Linked DNA regions of Sus scrofa: region 1 is linked to region 2. A link is a contact called in public promoter capture Hi-C data. All regions are on one chromosome and are shown on one strand. The core of a region is the stretch at or near the end of the contact, and the rest is flanking DNA. Distances in the headings are between cores, read along the strand shown. Region 1 holds the start of GMNN (geminin). Region 2 holds the start of MRS2 (magnesium transporter MRS2 homolog, mitochondrial).

The links. Promoter capture Hi-C pulls out the DNA fragments that hold promoters and counts their contacts.
Region 1: a contact with region 2 is called in a promoter capture Hi-C map of liver, with 5 times the contacts expected there. The contact joins the promoter of GMNN here to the promoter of MRS2 in region 2. A contact is called at or near these places in 3 of 5 promoter capture datasets (fetal liver, fetal skeletal muscle and liver) and 1 of 47 Hi-C or Micro-C datasets (embryonic fibroblasts).

Annotation. Positions count from the first base shown.
Region 1 is chr7:19,584,585-19,587,312 of Sscrofa11.1, reverse strand. It overlaps GMNN (geminin), which reads right to left and starts at 1,345. Exons shown (of 7, transcript XM_003128203.5): 1 at 1,169-1,345.
Region 2 is chr7:19,243,033-19,245,915 of Sscrofa11.1, reverse strand. MRS2 (magnesium transporter MRS2 homolog, mitochondrial) reads right to left here and starts at 1,309. Exons shown (of 11, transcript XM_001928036.7): 1 at 977-1,309. The coding sequence starts at 1,139.

The DNA.
Region 1 (2,728 bases), core at 96-2,595, 340 kb before region 2:
ATTTAGTTGGAGGGTTGAGTCCTAAACCGTTATGTGAAAAATGTGCTTTAGTATATGCCACGATTTTAAAAGATGAACAGCAACAAGAATCAAGTCTTCACGTAGGAGTTCCCGTCGTGGCTCAGTGGTTAACAAATCCGACTAGGAACCATGAAGTTGAGAGTTCGATCCCTGCCCTTGCTCAGTGGGTTAACGATCTGGCGTTGCCGTGAGCTGTGGTGTAGGTTGCAGACTCGGCTTGGATCCTGCCTTGCTGTGGCTCTGGCGTAGGCTGGCAGCTAGCTGCCAGCTCCGATTCGACCGCTAGCCTGGGAACCTCCATATGCCGCGGGGGCGGCCCAAGAAAATGGCAAAAAAGACAACAACACAAAAAAGTCTTCACTTGTTCATTACACTCCCGCCAACAACCTTACACCCTCACTTACTTTTTATTACCTAGGGTTTTTTTTTATTTAATTTTTTTTGGCCGCACCCGCAGTATGTGGAAGTTCCTGGGCCACAGATCGAATCTAAGCCGCTACAGCGACAATCCGGTTCCAAAACCCGCTGCGCCACAAGGGAACTACCTTATCTAATTTTTTAAAATAATTAGATTGAACTCTAGCATAGCACTGGGTTCTAGGAAATTCTGATAAACAGGTGAAACTAAATGTCATCAAGTCCAGTTTTTTTTAAATGAGAGACGCGGAATTCAGGGACACCCCTCGGGTCACCGCCAGTTGCTTACTGGTCAAGAGGGTGGTCCGCCTCATCCCGAAAGCCAGGCACGCCCAAGCTGGTGTCCTCACACGAACCAGCTGCACACAAGCCACCCCGCGACCCCGCCACCTAGTCCTGGGGACACAGGGAGGGAGAAACCAGCAAGGGGCGGACAATCCGGGCCGCGCGCCGGGGCCCTCCAACCGCAGAGCGCGCGTCAGGGACGGCGCGCGCCAGCCAATAGCGAGCGCGGAGGAACAGCGCGCCAAAAACCGACCTAACCAATGGGGCAGCCCCGAGCCTCACCTCCTTCCCCCCCGTCCCGGCTGCCGGGACGGTTCAACAGTCCTTTCACTAAGACTCCGGCAGCTGTCACCGGAGTGCGCGACTTCCGGCCGGCCGAAGCCCAAAGTGGCTCGTCCAGCAGCCTCTGCGACCCACTCTCTCTGGTCACCTCTCTCACACTTACCGGGTGGAAGCAGGAAATCCTTGTAACGAACGCAGGTAGCTGTGGTAGCGGCGCCTCGCAGAGGGTCCAAAACCAACCCGCGTTCGTACCCACAGGGGCTGGACTCCTGCCGGGTGGCGACTGTAAAAGAGTAAAACTCCACCCTCCGGCTCCGGGCGGCCACGTGACCGTCTGGCGCGTGACGGAGGGCGGGGCCACCTGAATCCGGCGAATGGCCTTTCGCCTCCGCCCTCTTCGGCCCCCTTCCCTTTTCTGCGCCTGCGCGTAGGGCGTAGCAGGTATTTGGGTCGGGAAGTCGGCGGTCTTAACTCCGTGGGTCACTTGTACCCTCGGCTTTTGCACTTCGACCTGCACTGGGAACTTCCTCCAGATTCGAATGTTTTTTTTGCTCTTTACAAGCGGGGCAAAGGTCTGCCCCCGCTAGACAAACATCGGGAGAACAAAATATTTTATATATAGTACAGGACTTGTTCTGTAAAGCCTTCGATCCACGGCCTCCTAAATGTGTTAAGACCGTTTATATTTTGGCGCTTTGTATATGACTATATTGTGTTGTAGTAGTGCCAGAAGGCCTAATCCTGCAAGGAATACTAATAGTCATCCTAATATTCGTACAAAGTACTGTTCTAGGCACCGGAATGCAATGGCTATTGCAATTTGAAGGAGCAGAAAAACCTAAGTGATAATTGCGTCTAGCTTTTTTTTTTTTTTTCTAGTCATTTCACAAACTTCTCAACTTTCTGGGCATAGTACATTTCAGTTTATCAGGGTATTGTTAAATCTTTTTTTACACCAACCATAGCTATTAATACAAGTCTTTTTTCCCATTTCTTAACTTTGGTGGGATTGTCATTCTCAGAAGGAAAGAAGTATCTCCTGACTATGCTTAGCACCGCCTTTAGGAAATGTTTTGTTAGCCCCATACCCTGCCATCCTGCGTGCCCACCTCCTGCCACCTGCACCACTGGAATTCTTTTTGAAAGAGCTCAAAGTATACAAAGCATAGTCCTAGGATTCTAGTTTTCTTTGGGGGAAAATGTAGCGTGAAAATCTAAATTCTAAATAAGGGAAACAATCCATTGGTTGGAGAGCTATCCCTAGACGACTGTGTTTCCAGAGTAAAAATTCTGATGATCAGCGTGGTAAGTATAAGTACTGTGTAATTTGACTTTGAAACACCAGCCAGTCAAAGTAGTAAATCTGACTTCTAATTTCTTCGTTCAGCCACGTGGTAAAAAGACATCACTGATGAAAAGAGCCCGAATAGTAAGTATATATTAAAAATATATAAAAAGTTACATTCAGGTAGTCTGTACTAAGTATAGCATAAAGCAGAGTACCTAATGTTATTTCTTTCCAGAACGAAAAAGCTGGGAGAGAAAAATGTCTTCCATATGAAAGTGATAACCAAACCAGAAGGCTAGAACCTAGAGGTTACCATAGTTAGAAATCTACAGAGGCAATAAGAGAATTGAGTTTCTAGATGTATCATGAAGCCCACCTACCCCCAATGTTATATGTAGTTGCTAATACTATTGGTTAGTTTTGGAAAGGCATGGA
Region 2 (2,883 bases), core at 60-2,559:
AACTGGATAAAGGTTAAGGAGCTACAAAATCAGCATTTGCTAATGTCACTAGTTAGGTAAAGTGTTTCCAGGAGGGTGATTGTAAATCTCAATGTACGTTCTAAAACATTAGATGGGCTGAACCTGAGTTCCAAGGCATTTAACCTAAGAAGGGGCTATGAAATGCAACCCAATTTGGAAAGACTCACCCATGATTATGGAGAAGGAGGTGAGGATGGGAGCGTTTTGAGAGGACAAGTGAGTAAACTTATTCGAGAACATTTTGGAAAAGCCACACATTTTAGTCTCTTTAGTTTCTCAGCAATATTAGCGCCCACATTCTTACATCTGTGAAAATGTCAACGTATCATCATACTTGATCACCTGGTGAAAAAGTAAACTCAGATCCCTACCCCTGCTCTCCCATCCCCCAACCCCTTCTGGCTGTCTGGTTACACAGTGCTTCGAAAAAAAGACTTTTATCTTTCTCAGAAGCAACTCCTCCCACGAAGTTTCAAAGTCTTCAGGCTCACTTGTAGGTGTGTTCCCCTCCCTTACCTGAGCAAATGGACAAATGAATAAAGTTTTCCATTCATAAGGAAGAGGCAGAAGGCAGGGAAGAGAAACTAAAACTCGCAAAAACATTTCAGGTAGATAAACCCGATCTTTGCTTCAGAACTACTACAATGGATAAGAGCGAAACTCTTGTTTAAAAAATCCTTCTCACGAGCGCACCGAGGCAGCCAGGGGAGGTGGGGAGGCAAGAGGGCTAGGAAACCCGGCTCTAGCAGGACACAGGATTCGGAGCTAGTAGGACGCAGCTCCGCCCGCAGACCCGTGCAAGGTGACAACACCCCTGTGCCCAAGGACGGACAGAGGCGAGGCCGAGCAAGACGCGGGCGGGCCGCCACAGCCACGTGGGCTCGGTCGGTCGGGTCGCGGCCCGGAGGTCACCGCAAGCCCGGCGTCCGGGGCTGCGGGGCGGGGACGGCAGTACCTGCCAAGCGGAGCCGGTAGGATCCGCACAGCGGCGCGGTCCGCCTGCTTCCGAGCAGTTCGGCGGCGGTCACGGGGCGCGCCCCGGCCAAAGCCCATAAAGTGCGCCGGGGAAGCCCCACCGCGCGGGGTAGGAGCTGGGCCAGGCTCCGCAGACATTCCATGACACTGGAGCGATGAGAAGGCAGATACAAGACCCCAGCCCTTCATGCCGGACGGTGGCAAGGCAGCCGGCACGTCGCGACCCCGCGCGGGTCCCCTAGCTGAGGCCGCTGTATACTGGGCATGCGCAAGACGCGCCGCGATGCGCCACGCCTGCGTCCAACTTCCCGCGCATGCTCAGAAGACCCTCTGGGCGCTTCTTGCGTTCCTCGGCCAATCGGAGTTTACCTTCTGCACCTGTAAAGCATGTAGGGACCTGCTCTGGGGTAGGTGGGGCGCGTTTACCTGTAAGAACCGAGCTCTTTTACGTAGATTCGACCCGTGGGCCCTTGGAGTGGTCAGGTCGGCACGTAGAGTGTCGATTGTATCTATTGACTAGTAATCGTTAAATGTGAAAATGTATCCCTAATTGGTATATAACCGGTTTGCAATTTCAGAAGGTTTTTCGTACATATTATGCAATCTGCAGTTTCGAAGTGAGGAAGTTCTGTCCATTCCCAACTCAATTTATATTTAAGTTTAATGTAGCAAAAATAATTAACTGTCATATGGAATGTATTACACTGTTGTTAGTGAAGATTGAGGAATGTAAAGGCGTAGGATTTTTTGTTTTGTTTTGTTTTCAGTGAATTTTACTACAGTTATAGTTGTACAAGAGGCATAGAATTTATATTCCGTTTTAAGTCAGATATAAGGTAGTATCAGCTTCAAGGTGCCATTATTTTATATGCTACCAAGAAAGAAAAACAGCTGGTAAACTTTGCCCTCTAATTATCTCATTTAAGTCATTCCAATTTATGTCTTAAAAATATGAAAAAAGGCTTAAATTGATGAAACACAGTATGCATGCATATTTTTTTTAAGTGTCAGCTAATAGACTTGTCCTTTCCTAGGCAATAGTGCAAGGCAGATGAGTTTCACAGATTCCCATTCATTCACTATGTATAAACACAGAGATAAGGAGGAGTTCCAGTATTGGCTCAGTGGTTAATGACCCCCAACTAGTATCCATGAGGACGTGGGTTTGATCCCTGGTCTGGCGCAATGGATCAAGGATCCAATGTTGCTGATAGGTCACAGTCACCAACCACCTGGATCCTGAGTGGCTGTGGCTGTGGCACTAGCAGCTCTGGGAACTTCCATATGCCCCGAGTGTGGCCCTAAAAAGAACCAAAACAAAACAAATAAACAACCCCACATGGCTAAGGAAACACAAGAGAACTTTTTTTTTCACCTGTAGGGCATTGAAACTGAAGGTAGATTAGGGAGCCAGTAGACAGATGATTTCACAGAACAAGGAATGTTTCACTTGAACATGAAGGGCAAAGGAGGACTTCAAGCACTGTTTCCTTGGTGGCTGGGGCGGCGGCTCGGGTCGGGAGTATTTAGGTCTGGAAAGAGCCCTGGGTACATAGTACATGGCTGGTAGATTTTTCATTTTTACTAAGAGTTCCAATGATAAAATACATCTTTTATAAAACATTGCATGCCTTTGGAGATATTTCTTGGAAATAGTGATAATTCTTTTTAAAAACTTAGCCCCTAGCACAGTGAGACAGTTCTGTTTAAGATAACCCTTAGAAAGCCTTAGAAAAACTCAGACATGGCCAGACACATGGCCTTCTAACTCATGCCAAGGATTTGGAATTTTTTTTCTCTTTTTGTCTTGTTAGGGCTGCGCCCGCGGCATATTGAGGTTCCCAGGCTAGGGGTCTACTCAGAGCTACAGCTGCCGGCCTGTGCCAC